Regions from separate parts of the Zea mays genome. Here region 1 is linked to region 2. The links are chromatin contacts, called in public Hi-C maps. All regions are on one chromosome and are shown on one strand. Each heading gives the region's core, a stretch centred on a gene start, on an enhancer-like site or on the middle of the called end of the contact. The rest is flanking DNA. Distances are from core to core; before and after follow the strand shown.

What was found. Hi-C and Micro-C count contacts between places; a contact is called where the count stands out from the background.
Region 1: a contact with region 2 is called in a Hi-C map of endosperm, with 2.1 times the contacts expected there. The contact joins the promoter of LOC100285217 here to the enhancer-like site in region 2. A contact is called at or near these places in 3 of 25 Hi-C or Micro-C datasets (ear, endosperm and leaf).

What each region holds. Positions count from the first base shown.
Region 1 is chr7:96,758,036-96,765,654 of Zm-B73-REFERENCE-NAM-5.0, reverse strand. LOC100285217 (WRKY74 - superfamily of TFs having WRKY and zinc finger domains) reads right to left here and starts at 5,715. Exons shown (of 2, transcript NM_001413656.1): 1 at 5,215-5,715; 2 at 3,633-5,099. The coding sequence starts at 5,465. The coding sequence ends at 4,523.
Region 2 is chr7:96,630,711-96,638,081 of Zm-B73-REFERENCE-NAM-5.0, reverse strand. No RefSeq gene overlaps it. Among protein-coding and RNA genes, the nearest start is that of LOC111589834, 18 kb to the left of the region's middle. Within about 2 kb of position 3,306, at least 16 of the 20 cell types and tissues checked have an H3K27ac peak or open chromatin away from gene starts, as enhancers often do. A contact at or near this core is called in ear, endosperm and leaf, where this site is marked.

The DNA.
Region 1 (7,619 bases), core at 4,466-6,965, 130 kb before region 2:
GTGGTGGCATAAAGAAGAGCATAAGGTGGATGCTATGGTGAGACACCTCGCTGATGGTTTGCAATGTGAAAAGTTGATAGAATGTTCCTTGAGTTTGTAGAGGATGTGAGGAATGTATGGTTTGGTTTAAGCACCGATGGCATGAACACTTTTAGGGCTGGTTTGGTGATCAAGGAAATGGAGGAGATCCATGGGGGAGGAATCCCCTCCATTTCCTTGAATAGGAGGAAGGGGATTCCTCCCCCATGTATCCCCTCTATTTCACTGATCACCAAATCAGCCCTTAGTGAACAGAGTAGTGGTCATAACACTTGGCATGTTACTCTATGTATGTACATCCTACCTCCCTGGCTATGTTTAAAGTGAAAGTTCATTATTATGTCGATGCTTATTCAAGGCCCGAAGCAACCTGACAACGATATCAATATGTACCTAAAACCATTGGTGGTTGAACTTTTGGAGTTGTGGTCCAAAGGTGTACGTATGTGGGACGAGCACAAAAAAGAGGCTATTGACCTACATGATTGCCATTCATAACCATCAATGACTTTAGTAGGGGAAGAGGGGCAATGTCCCCCCAAATCCTTCCCAAATTTCATAGGAGCTACTAATTTTATTAGCTAATCACTATGTAAATAATGTAAAATACCTCCTAACAGCCCCACAATCTGATTTGTCCCCCACAATCTCAAAACCTGGCTTTGCCCCTGCCTACTAGGACAATGCAATAAGGGATTCAGGGCCTACATCCATTGTTTAGATGAGACTGATAACATGTATCTACATCATAGTAGAAAAGTTGTTTACATAGGGCATTGTCGATTTCTTATGGCCAAACACCCATTAAGGAAGAAAGGTAAGCATTAAAATGGGCAAGCAGACCATCATACCAAGCCAATTCACCTAAATGGCAATATTATATTCTATTAATACAGCAAACACTTTGATTATTAAATAATGAACTCAACTAAGCAACAAAACAACTTCATCTCGAACATCCTTTCACTTCATATGAGACATTAACATAAGAGTTAGTCAATTCTCTCTAGCCTAATATGTATAAAACATGAAACTCCTGGCTAACCCTATGGAAATAACAAAGTGTTGAAATGATAGATGTCTTGGGTAGCCACTTTTTATAAGTTGTAGGGCTATTATACATACCAAAAAGAATGCTCCTAGGTTTATACCACTTATTCACTTGGGACAAAATGGTTTGACTCGATTTCCATGTAGGGCCACCACTACCATAGATATGATTTTTAGAGGCAACTAGGGTGCCGCTATAAAGGCTATTGTTCCAACCACCTCTCCTCTTCTGTCTCTACACATCAATAATTTATAGAGGTGGCTCAAACTACAACTTCCTCTAGAGGCGGATGGGAACAAGAGTCGTCCCTAGAAATTAATTTGTAGAAGCGGATGTAGTTTGAGCTACCTGTATAAATTGTTGTCCAAAAATCACAATTTTGGGCAGAAAAAACAGATTTTTTCCAACTCAAGGAGATTCCACCAACCACTCACACCCACACATCATCTAGATAACACATCATCTAGTTGCATAGATCTTTGAGATCAATCTACCGCTTTGTTTTGATCGTTTGTTGGCACATAGTCTTAGTCGGACTTGGGTTTCCTTTTTCTAGCCAAAGGACTCCAATGAGAAGGTATTCGACCTAGGTGGGAAATAGATGTGTATAATAGAAATAAGTCATTATACCATAAATAAGTAGTACATTAGATGGAAAGCTTAAGTTAGACAGATGAGCATATATTGTAACATATCATGGTCATAATAAACAGAAAGCCATTCGTTCATCAAGCAGCATATGCTTCCCATCCTCTCGGCGCATCGCCACCTCTCCCTATGGGGTTTTCAATGTAAGCGCCATACTGCCCTGATGCAATCTTTGATCGTGTTAGGGCAAGCTCATGTTATTAGATTGATTTTACACCGCCACGTGGTATTCCTTAACTGATTGCTACTCTTGATGACATGCAAGCTACATATGTACATGCCACAACTCGGAAGACTAATACACATTTGACACGCTATCTTACATGCTTAGTCTCGCTATTGGCCCTTAGTGGTAGATGTTCATGAGATTACCGATATGATACATGTTGTGGATTAGATCTAGAATGTTACTATAGATAGTTTTTTTATTTATTTGGCCCTATATTTAATTAGCAACATGGGTAATAATGGTGGTCCTTTGGCCCATTGCTCTCTTTTGGACACGTAGTAGCCTGTGTCGCTCTACAGTAAGCAATCGAGTAAAGCATGCTTTAGACAAATTTATTTCCCTCATCATTCACTTTTACTCCATTTTTACATTTATTGATTATAATAATGGACAATTCGAAAAAAGATGAAAATCTGTTGGGGATACCTTTGCCAAAGGCCCTCAAAAAATTGTGCTACCAATTGCTCTCAAGTGTGTTTCAGGTGCTCCAAAACGTTGACGAAGCTAGCCTTCGTATGAAGTAGTGCACGAACAAAATACGAAGCTAGAAGCTTCGGCTCCATGAGAACAACGTGTAGGTGAGGGCTAAAAAGGGAACTTTAGTTCCGCAATACCGATGTGGGAGCAAGGGTGAATGAGAAGAAGGATATAGAAGCTTGGCCAACATGTCTGTGAAGAAAAAGGACGATGATGTCCTGACGTGACTTGTAGTTTATATATTTAAGAAACGTGGGTATGATTGTAATCTTGTATGAAGTTGTATACCATGATGCCACTATAAATAGAGGTACAATTTCATGCATGATGAGATAGAACCCTGTGACTTGAGAATTATTCACCCCCGAAGCTATATTTTTACCTTCAAATTACTGCATTTGTAGTCGAAGGTACTATTATAACCATTTGTAAGCAAAAGAAGAGTAATAAGGAAGGGAGTATATCAACAATGATTTATACATTTACATATGTCTATCTTGCCTTCCTTTCAAAATGTCACATTTAAATATGGAACCTTTTGTCCATTTAACTTATCTTCCATGCGGGGATTAAAAAGAAAGGACCGTTCTTTTTTATTTGTCACGTTTTAGTTTGAAAATAAACTAGCGGGTAACAAATACTTCCTCCGTTTCATTTTAGTTGTCACTGGATAGTACAAAATTGAACTATTCAGCGACAACTAAAAAGAAACAGAGGGAGTATTAGAGAACAAGGTAGTATTAGGTAGTGATATTATTAGTACAGTGGATGACAAACCAACACATCATTGTTTCAAGTTTTCTTGGAAAGTCTAGATATTCTTATTTAAATATAGTCCCATTTGCTGTTTGAGATCCAATTTTAAACTGAACCTATCGAGTCGAGGAAAAGTTTAGTCATTGAAAACTAACCAATTTTGATTTTAAAACAAAAAACGAGTTTAATTAGAACAATTTTAACAGGCCGCCGGATCAACTGATCAATCAGCATTTTGTCCAGTCCAGGGGAGGTGCAGCCAGCAACGCGCCACGGAAATGGATATGCAAGAGCGCCGCCGAATCATCGTCCTGTACCTGGAATTGAGGCATTTTACTTGGTAGTGTTTCAATTTTTACCAATTCACGCACAGTGCTAAACGAACTCTGGTGAATGTAGTCAGTACTTAAGTACTAACTAATTATACATGATTGAATATTCATGAGCTAATCAGATTAAATATCACGCAAACTTAAGCTGCACTGTTATACGTTGGAAAAATGTTTAAATTCACGAGAAACTCACATGTTTAGCTGAACTGACAGCACTATTACGAAATTGTTTTCCTTGCAAACCCTCGACCGAAGAAAAAGAGAGAGAGAGATGGGACATTCAATATTCTCACACCCTAAGGTTTACAACGGGACGGGCCGAGGAAGAACATGTGTTCTTCCCTGCTCTGCCCCTGGACAAACGGCAGAGAGCAACTCATGGTAACAGCTGCCTCAGATTCCCATTCCCTAGCGTTCATCGGTTACATTACATCCAGCAGATCACGCTAAGAAGCTTGAGACATAGATGTCGAGGTCCTCGAGAAACTCGCCGTCGGCTCTGTCGATCGCTGACATGACTTCCTCGAACTCGAACTGCGCGGCAGCGGCGGCGGCGACCTCGAAAGGCGGGAAAGAGACGACGTGGTTGGAGTCCGAGGTCGCCGGGGACACGCCCCAGTTCTCGGACGTGGACGGTGCGGAGAAGGGGCTGCGCTCCGGCACAAGGCACGCCGGCGTGGAGGAGAAGAGAAAGGGCGTGGGCGCGTCCTCCCAGCCCCGCCGCTGCTGCTCTGGCTCCAGGGCCGGCCCCTCGGTCTTCACCATGAGGTTGGCGTCGTACTCCGGCGCCTGCGCGTCCGCGGCAGCCTGACGACCCGCCGTCGCTGCCGCCCTCTGGCTCTGAACGCAGGTGTGGTCGCCGAGGTAGACGACGTCGAAGAAGGCCGGGTCCTCGTCGGTGCGCTGCACTTGCTTCGTCGCCGCACATCCCTGAGAGCTCTTGTGCGTGCAGCGGTAGTAGCCCCTGGAAATTTCGCACGGTGGATCATGTCAGGTCCGGGCAGGTAGGTCAGGCAGGCCCATGAGATTTTGCTTGTGAGCTCCGGCATCTTGTTTGTTAGGGGAAAAAAGAGGAGGAGGAGGAGGAGGAGGAGAAGGAGAAGAGAGAATTTTCTTGTGCATCCAGAGCAAGATTCGCACGATATGATGAATCCCTGTTCGCCCCCGACATCGGACAAAAAGTGGAGGCCAGCCAAACAATTGCAAAACAAGACAAGCAAAAAGAGGCTGTACTGACATTTCCACCAGGACAATACTAGCTGCAGCCCCGCCATGGAAAGAAGACAAAGAAAGCAGAGGCAAAATGATTTCGATTCCACTTGCGAAGTTGCGATAAGAACACGTGCAGATGAGATTGGGCTGTGGAGTGTGGAAAAGATGAAGGAGGGGGGAAAAAAATCTTCTGATAGCACAGCATGTGTCAAGTGGGCACCTTGGGTGCTTGGCTCCAAGGATCTCCTTCTGGCCGTACTTCCTCCAGCTGTAGCCGTCGTCGGCCGGATGGTCGCCGCCGCCGCCTCCGGCCGAGCCCACCCTCACCTCATGCCTCTTCTTGTCCATCCTCTTCCTGCAAAGTAAATCAATAGTTTAAACTTTAAAGCCACTTGGCTTGAGAGACCCAATAATTCGTTAAGAAGGTTTATGTATGGTAATCAGGAAGGTCGTCGATGGGATGATGATACCTTTTCTTGGTAGTAGCCCTGATGAAGGGCGGCGCGTCAGAGGCGCCGCCGTGGGGGCTTGATGAGGTGGCGGTGATGAGCAGGCTGATGGAGCGGTCGGTGATGGAGGAGATCTGCGAGGCGAGGTGCTTGCAGAGGTCCGGCGAGGAGCCGCCGAGGTGCCCCTCCAGCTGCATCGCCAGCTCCTTGAGGTGGCCCAGCTCCGTCACCACCAGCCGGCTGCCTCCATTGCCGTCGATAACGCTGGCCATCGATCGATCGACCGACCGACCTATTCTGTCTGTGTTGCTGGCTAGCTGCAGGAGCAGGTTCGGATATGGCAGGGCAGGACTCTGGGCGGCCGCCGGGTGATCGATGGCGTTAGTTGGCGATGTGTGGCAACGGTGCTGCGAAACTGGAGGCACCGCAGGAGTAGGACTGCGTCGCGGCAGCTGCTGGGAGAAGAGAAGAGGCAATTGGGGGAGGTGGTGGGTGGCTGGGTTGTGGTGTGTGTGACCGTGTGAGGGAGTGAGGCGAGCTGCCCCTTATTTATAACTAGGTAAGTATCCGTGCGTTGCAACGGAAAAAAATAGTGTAACAATAACATATATATGGCTATATGTTGTGTTGTTAATTAAAATTAAGTTGCATCTGGACTTTGTAGTGACAATTGGTTGTAACCTTGAAGGCTGAAAATTGATGTTGTTCTTGATCCTAACCATGCTCCAAACTTGCTTGCCAGGTTTATTTGTAAGTTCAAAATTATAGACCAAAATTAGGTGAAAAGACCATCTGAATGGAAATTTTCTTTTCCCAGTAAACTGCATATTTGCCTTCGCCTACCTATCCATTGTTTTAATCTCTATATAAGAACAGTCATGCGAAGTTTGTCTATTAAAAAATCCATCGCTATAATAACAATACCTTTTTTGCTGCTTTAGCATTATTATCCATCAATCCTTCAATTCGGTGTTGTATCTTGATGCCTGAGGGTAGAAAGAACGATCTTCGTTGCACCCAGTAGTCTTGATTGAAAGAAGTGTATACTGCTGCACTTCTCAGAATTTATGGACATTTCTCTGAACCTGAACCTAAAAAACATAGTTGATCATTATTGAGAACAAATGGCATATCAGAATTGTTGCTACCCTATTATTTAAGCATAATGACGTAGTCACATGGATGCAACTTGCGAGCCGATTTTGAGCCAAGCCAAGCCTACTCCTTCAACTCGTTGAGTGGAGACGACAGTGGTTTCTAGGCGAGCGGACGATGCGAGCGCAGGTGGCGGCGACTGGTTGGGGGCCGGAAGACGCGGACATGCGAGGGGACCGGGCGGAAGACACAGACGATGGCGTTTTCTAGGCAAACGGGTGAGGGTATCGAGTGCAGGTCGATTAGGAAGAAATGCATGGGGTTTTCTATAAAAGGATGATGCATGACGACCGCTAAACCGTCGTTGGATTTCTATGCACTTAAAGAGAATTAATCCACGTAAGCTTCATAATAAACAGTAATGCATAGAAAAATAATATGTTTCTAAAATTCTAAACCATCGTTGGATGATCTAGAACAAAAATAGATGTTTCTGTTCAAAAATGTGGTAACAATATTTAACATTGGTTAAAATATTCAATTATCACAAAATTTCTGAATTCTATGCAATTTAAACAATAATTAATCCACGTTGGTTTCATAATCAACTGAAAATTGCATAAAATCAATAAAGTACCAAAGTACGCAGCGGAATAAAATAGTCCATAAATTCTCTGTAATTTGTTAGATTTAAAAAAAATATTTCTGATTTTTCTGAATTTTATGTACTATTTTTCTGATTTCTTTTCAGTTTTCACTATTTCCAGGAATAATAATAAAAAATCGCTGGAAAAAAATTGCTGGCCATGTAGCCCAGCCACGCACTGGCGACCCATGGGAGGAGAGGGCGCGCGCGCCTGGGACCAGTAGACGGCAGCCCAACACAGCTGGGAGAGGGCGGTGCCCACCTAAGTCGCAACCTGGAGCTGGGCTGCGCATTTGGCCCACGCAGCGTCCCCTTCCCTTTAATTGATCTCAGCCATCAGTGCCGATCCGATAGTCCAGATTCATCTCAGTGTTCTATATAATGCGGAATAATCGGCCAGGGACTAAGCCCTAGTTTATTTGCTCCATTCACCCAGCCGCCTCTCAACACATTGCCTGTAGCCGAACCCACCCGCCGTAGGGAGCATGCCGACCGCGCCTGCTACTTGCTGTTCATTCTGGCCGCATGGCCATTGCCACAGGCACTTGGCTGCATGGTCATCTCTATCTGATTTTGTTCTTTTTTATTTCTTGGTTCTAGCCTTGACGAACGTCCAGCATGCCTCCTCTGTGTTATATTTTTTTCAGCCGCACAAGAACAGCTCTCTGTTTATCGATCTGTCTCT
Region 2 (7,371 bases), core at 2,057-4,556:
TGCGGCATCTCAAATGCCACAATTTTCCTAATCACAATGGTCGGGGTCATTTGACTCAAGCCCTCCATGTTGTGAAGAATGGTGATGACGCTCCCATATCTTTGTTGTGGTAGTAGGGAGATAATCTTCCTCACAATGTCCGCATCACCTAGCTTATTAATGCCAATAGGATTGAGCTCATTGATGATTAGAATCAAACGAGAATACATATCTCTAACAAGCTCATTATCCTTGATAGCAAAAGAATTATACCCATTTAAGACTAGACAATGTTTTTTGCTCACGAACATTGGATATGTCGTCATGGAGCTCATGCAATTTTAGTCAAATCTCATTAGCAGTTTTTAATGTAAAAACTTGATTAAAAATATTCATGCTAAGAGATTCATACAAGCAATTTTTGGCTCTAGCGTTCAAATGTATTTCTTTTTTCTCACTCGTGGTGGGTTTCTCGAAATTTTTTGGTGGTTTCATCCCGTCACGGGTGACTCTCCAAACACCTAGATCAATGGCCTCTAGGTAACAAGCCATTCTAGCACTATAATATGGGAAGTTAGTGCCGTCGAAGTGTGGTGGCCTATGGGTATTCATCCCCTTCCTTTAAAAGACGTCGGCTCTTTTAGCGGTGATGCTAAAACGTTTCAAATGAGCCAAACTAGACTTTGATACCAATTGAAGGAAACAGTGACGCCTAAGAGGGGGGTGAATTAGGACTTCTAAAAACTCTTTCTAAACTAGGCCACAAATGAATCCCTAGAACAAAACCTATGCAAATAATCAAACTAGAATGTGCAACCTAGGTTTTGTCTAAGTGTTGCTATCTCTACCGCAAAGCTTAAGTTTCAATTCTAAATAATCTAACTAGAAAGACAAGATTGAAACTTAAATACTTAATATAATTGCAGAATGTAAAGAGCAAGATAAAGATGCAAACTCTCGTGGATGACGCCGGTATTTTAACCGAGGTATCCGGACTCACGCAAGGTTCTGACTAATCCTCGTTGGTGATCCTACGCAAAGGGTAGCCCACGCGAGGGCCAAGCACCACGGTTGAGTAACTCCGTAGAGAGCAGCGGACCTTCTCCACGCGCAAGTGGTGCTCCGCTTCCGGCTCCTCTCGGACGCTCCCCGCCATCTCCACTATCAAGCTTCCGACTGAAACGCAGCAGGCCTCGTTCCAAACGGTCCGTCATTGTTTAAATTACAATTTCTCTAAAATGAAGGGATCCAAACGGTCTGTCATTGTTTGTTTGGACATTGGAGCATGATCAGGCATTCCAGACCATCAAGACAACATTATCTACTACACTGGTTTCGGCACTTCCCAACTTCAACAGACCATTCGTTATGGAGAACGACGCATCAGGTACGGGTATTGGTGACATACTTACACAGGATGGCCACCCTCTGGCCTTTGTCAACCGTGCACTTGGCGCCAAAAATTTGGGACTGTCAACCTACGAAAAAGAGTGCCTAGCTATTATCCTGGCAGTGGACGAATGGCGACCTTATCTCTAGCACTCGAAATTCGTGATATACACTGATGAACGCAACCTCTCCCATTTGTCTGATCAACGCCTGCACGCGCCGTGGCAGCAGCGAGTATTTACCAAGTTATTAGGCCTGCAATATCAGATCATCTACAAAAAGGGTGTGAATAACGATGCCGTCGATGCTCTGCCACGTCGCACTTCAGTTGGCCTAGAGATTTATAGTGTGTCGTCCACAGCTACCCAGTGGCTCTCAGGTGGTTCAAGGGTACAGCCAGGATGCAAGAGCAACCTAGCTGCTCACCGTGTTAGCATTACAATCTTCTCCACAGGAACCCTACTCCCTCCACCAAGGTCTCATCCGATATAAGGGCAGAGTGTGGCTAGGTGCTAATCGAGACCTTCAGCTTCACATCCTTTCAGCACTGCACGACAGTGAGCTTGGAGGCCATTCTGGCTTTCCCGTCACCACAGACGGCCAAGCAGCTCTTTGCGTGGCCAGGGCTTAAGAAGTTGGTCAAGGAATTTGTCGTTTTGTGCACAGTCTGGCAGTCTGCCACCAAGTGAAGCCCCACCGCATCAAGTATCCCAGGTTACTCCAGCCGTTGCCTGTTCCTGACCAAGCCTAGCAAGTGGTCTCGCTGGACTTTATTGAAGAGTTACCCTGATCCAGTGCAGCTAAATGTATCCTCGTAGTGGTGGATACGTTCAGTAAGTATGCCCATTTCATCGGCTTGCTTCATCCATTCACTACACTCAAAGTTGCTCAAGCTTTCATGGCAAACGTCTACAAACTTCATGGACTACCTCATGCTCTAGTCTCATATACAGACCGTATCTTCACAAGCCATCTGTGGCAAGAACTCTTTCACCTTTTAGGCACCAAACTGCGAATGAGCACAACATACCATCCTCAGAGCGACGGATAGACAGAACAGGTCAATCAGTGACTGGAGACCTTCTTGAGCAGTTTCACTCATTCCTGTCCAACCAAACGGAGTCACTGGCTTCCACTAGCCGAATTCTGGTACAATACTTGTTCTCATTCATCATTGGGAATGTCTCCATTTGAGGTTGTTTATGGCTGACCCTCTAGACAGTTTAGCTTGGTGCCTGCAGACGCGGTGTCCACTGCTGAGTTGGCTGACTGGTTATCAAGCAGGGAACTCATGCAGTCATGCTTCGTGTGGTGAAACAGAACCTCATGCGTGCTCAGCGAGAATGAAGCACCAGGATGATAAGGGCAGGACTAACCATGGATTTGTTGTAGGGGATTTCGTTTATGTGAAGTTACAGCCTTACATCCAAGGGTCCGTAGCCACTCGAGCAAGCCACATAAACTCAGTTTCAAGTTCTTTGGGCCTTACGAGATTATCCAACACATTGGCAAGGTCGCCTATAAACCGCGTCTACCGGAATCGGCAGCAGTTCACTCGGTGTTCCATGTCTCCGAGATCAAACCATATGTTCACCCTCCCCAACTGGTGAGTTCTTCCATGCCAACTGCTAACCTTGCTCTTCAGTACCATGCACAGATCTTGGATCGCAGAACGGTGTCACGCGGTGGTTCCTCCATCGACCAACTATCGACCAACTATCGACCAAGTTCTTGTGCACTGGTCCGGTATGGACGCGGCTCTATCATCATGGCAGGATACTGAGGTGCTCCAACTGGCGTTTCCAGATGCAGATGCTTGGGGGCAAGAGTCGTCCAAAGGAGGGGGGATGTCAGTGCCTCTTATATACAAGACAAGCAAGTGAAGCATGTGGAGAAGCCATCGCAATGGGCTGTCGTGTGAAGAAGCCCAGTGTTCGATATGCCGGCCCAAAATGGCTGTTGTAATAGTGAGAGAGTTATTTGTATCCAGGAGAGAAGGAAAGGGGTAGAAAGAAACACAACAACAATTACATTCTACCATCTACTGACTGCTTCCTCTCTCCCCTCTGACCCATTGCTCTGTACCTTCTTCCTCACGGTGCCGCCACCTGTCGCTAACAGGACTAGGGGCCTAGAGCGTCAGGACTCAGGCGTGGTGAGGCGTGGCCACCGGCGTCCGGCAACGTGGGGTGGTGGCAGGTCGCAGGTGGTCGGTGGCCGGGCGACGCCACGATGGCGCTAGGGTTCTCCATGGCGTGGATTGTGGGTGCGGCTAGGAGCCTGCCTGGGAGAGGCTGCGAGTAGCCGAGTAGGACAGTTGTGACCTGAGAGCCTGCTTGGGAGCGGTCGAGTGCCCCAAGAGGCCGAGAGCTCGAGACACCGAGTTGGTCAGTGGGATTACAAACGTGGGCTAGGCTATTTATGTTGTATAATGTTACATGTAAGGAGATGCCTTTTAGAAATTCGGGTAATTTGGTGCAAATCGGGTATGGGATGGGTAACCCGAATTACTCAAATAAAATTCGAATCAGTGATCGGGTAATTCAGATCCAGGTTCGGGTAGTTCGAATTTGGATAATGGGTAACAGGTTTTTTTTGCCTAGACCTTTTTGTTTCGGTTGTTTTCAGCTTCTGGCTACCAGAAGCTACTGCAGACTACCAAACGCCTAGCTTTTCAGGTCCCTTCTATAAAAATCACTTTAGTCAAAACCATCCAAAATCAATGTGAACAAAAAACCGGCTGAGTCATTGCGAATTGCGGGAGTAGGAAACTGTCACTTTTACGTACTTAACCCTATAGACTCATGTTTCCCCGCACGTAATCTCCACGATACTCAAATACCCTATTCACTTGGCTTTAATTCGTATCGATTTCTACTTGTTCTACATTGTTTTATCTCTATAGATTCTAGCTACAGCAGTTCAAACAACTGACTTTAATCCGAAACGAATAAATCAAGATTCTCTTCACAATTAGATTTCACTCACAACTAGAATATGAGAAAAGCTCCTCATAAAAAAATGGACCAAAGAGGCCCTCTATATGGTCGCCCCAAGTTTCCTTTCTCTTCAACTCGACAGTTATCCACTAACAAAATTAGTATTGTTATTTTGTTTAAATCTTGTTTTAGTCCGTAGTGCGCCATTTCGTAGGGCCGTCGACAGCAGGTGCAGCTGCCAACGACATAGAGCCCATGGCACTAGGAACCCTACGAGGGAATTATATATAAACGTATAAATTTAGCGTTTAGTGTACGTATTTCACTATCCAAAATAAAAGTTTAAAGGTCTATATATTTAGCACAAGCAACTAGAAAGAGTTACTTGTCGTCGTTTTGTATTTCGATATTCAACTATTTTTTTAGAAGCGAAATAACTCTTAGTAATAATACTACACAGTTTAATTATTGTATCAAAGGCTGTTTGGTACGACTTTTTTTAAAAATATTTTATACGGCTCTGAAAACAGCTTGACTAATATATAAATTGTACCTCCTTCCCAAATCCCAAAAATATTTCTAACTCTATTATTACCTGTACTCCTATAAAACACCGATTTTGGTTTCACTGTCGTCGTGTCGTTACCTCATAGATGGGTCACTAGTAAACATTCAACCCAACACAACATGAAGGTTTGCAGTGTATCGCTAACGAATAGTACCACCTTGCTAAAGGAAGGAGGTTAAGCAGCCGAGCGAGCTATAAAAAAAAAGACAGGTCTCATTTTCAACATATATCCTCTCTCTCGTTTTTGACTAAGATAAAATACAGTATCAATAGTTTAATATTTTATGTGTGGGCCATATATTCACTTTATTTGGAAGATCTATTTTATTTTTTTAATTTATTTTTTGTGGAAAGAGTCATCTGACCCTCGTGTGTCGTACAAATGTTCACATATGATTGATGAAAACAAATCCCCTTCTTAAAATGTTTCTTGTACGATTTTTTTGGCTTTTCCGTTAAAATTGCTAGACTCTTGCCACTTTCTTAGACAAGGGTCGTCCATTGAAATTGTTGAGACGGCCCTGCCTTTTACGCGACCTGCATTGAATCTAGACCTACGGGTGATCGAAGACGACATGGACGCTTTTAACATGAGAAGAGTACGTAGCCAATAGACCAGCTAGCGGATACATATATAAATAGGAATAATAAATTCCTCGAATAAAGTATAAAGTTCTTAGCAGCCCGACAGGGAAACGTGGGTTGTTGCACGAGAAAGAAAGGGCAGGAATTGTTGGGCTCAGGTCGCCTTCTGGATAGCACCAACGGATAGTGGTGACAGACATGGAGGGGAACAAAAACCCGTTATCTAACGAAGTTTATCATATAATCAAATTAGTAAAAATCATTATTTACTCTACTAATATACTAAGTTTCATATTCTAATTTATTTAATATTAGAAGATATAAAAAGAAAAAAATATCAGTATGAAGGACTAAAAAGATAGACTTTTTTACTTTTTTATATCTCTTAACGTAGGATAAACTCGAATTTATAAGTTGGTATATACATAGAGTAAATAATGATTTATATATTTTTAAGATTTTTTTTTCAAATTTTATGTGTTTGATGGTTGTACAAGAAGCTTGAAAGTACAACAACTTTTATTTAAATAGATTGTTATGGTGATGTATGCAGTGACCGGGAATGTGCCTGTCTACTAGTTGTCTGCAGTGGCGGATGTAGGACCAAAATTCATAGAGTGCCAAGAAAATCGCATGACAAATCAAATAATACCTAAAAACTACTTTTGTGTTGAATTCAAGTTTCATATCAATACACGATAGAAGTTTAAAAAAAACTATATGAAGAATATAATAAAATATATAGCTACATTTTTACTGACCAAATCGAAGTCGTGCGAACCTTGTCGAATGTCTATATCCTCGAAGGGTGGGTCACTGCGAAAGTGGTAGGTGAAAGGGAAATGTGCCCTTGGGCCATTTCTATATTGTTTTGGTGATTAAGTGCCCAACACACTCTCTCTAAGTGCTAAATTGTTCCAAAGATTGAAGAAGTGCAAATCATATAACAAGGTACGTTTCTAGACTTAGTACATTGATTTGGGTACTAATATATTGTGTCTAAGTGCTGGAAACAGGAGAAAATAGGTTGGAAAAGAGTTGGCTGTGTACAGCCAACTGCTGCTCGGTCTGGATGCACCGGACAGTGTCAGGTGGTGCACCGGACAGTGTCCGGTGCGCCAGACAAGTCCAAGGTGAACCGGCCGCTCTCGAGACTCAACGGCGGCGTACGACTATAGTTCACCGGACTGTCCGGTGGTGCACCGGACTGTCCGATGAGTCGTCGCTCTCAGGAAAAGTTCAATGACGTACGACTAAAATTCATCGAACTGTCCGGTGGTGCACCAGACTGTCCGGTGAGCCAACGACCGCCAGAGCAACGGTCGGCCGCGCAATCCGCGGGCGACGCGTGGCCCGCGCCAACGGTCGGCTGGGGGCACCGGATTGTCCGGTGTGCACCGGACAGTGTCCGGTGCGCCAACCAGCCCGGAGTTTCAACGGTCGGCTACGCCAATTTAGGAAGGAGATCTGCACCGGACATGCTATAGTGACATGCTTCCAACGGCTCCTAGCTGCCTTGGGGCTATAAAAGGGACCCCTAGGCACATGGAGTAGTCAACCAAGCATACTTTGAGCATTCTAAGTCTTCCACACTCCGTCTCCACGCACTTGATCGACCGTGTTAGTGATTTGAGTTCCGTTCTTGTAGTGAACTCGTTGTGCTTCATTTTGAGCTCAAGTCTTGGCTTGTGTGCGTGTGTATTGCTGTGGATTTCTGTGTGTTGCTTCCCATCCTTACTCTTGTGCTTTCACCGTGATCTTGATTGTAAGGGCGAGAGACTCCAACTTGTGGAGATTCCTCGCGAACGGGAAAAGAGATAAGCAAAGAAAAGTCGCAGTATTCAAATTGATCATTGGATCACTTGAAAGGGGTTGAGTGCAACCCTCGTCCATTGGAATGCCACAACATGG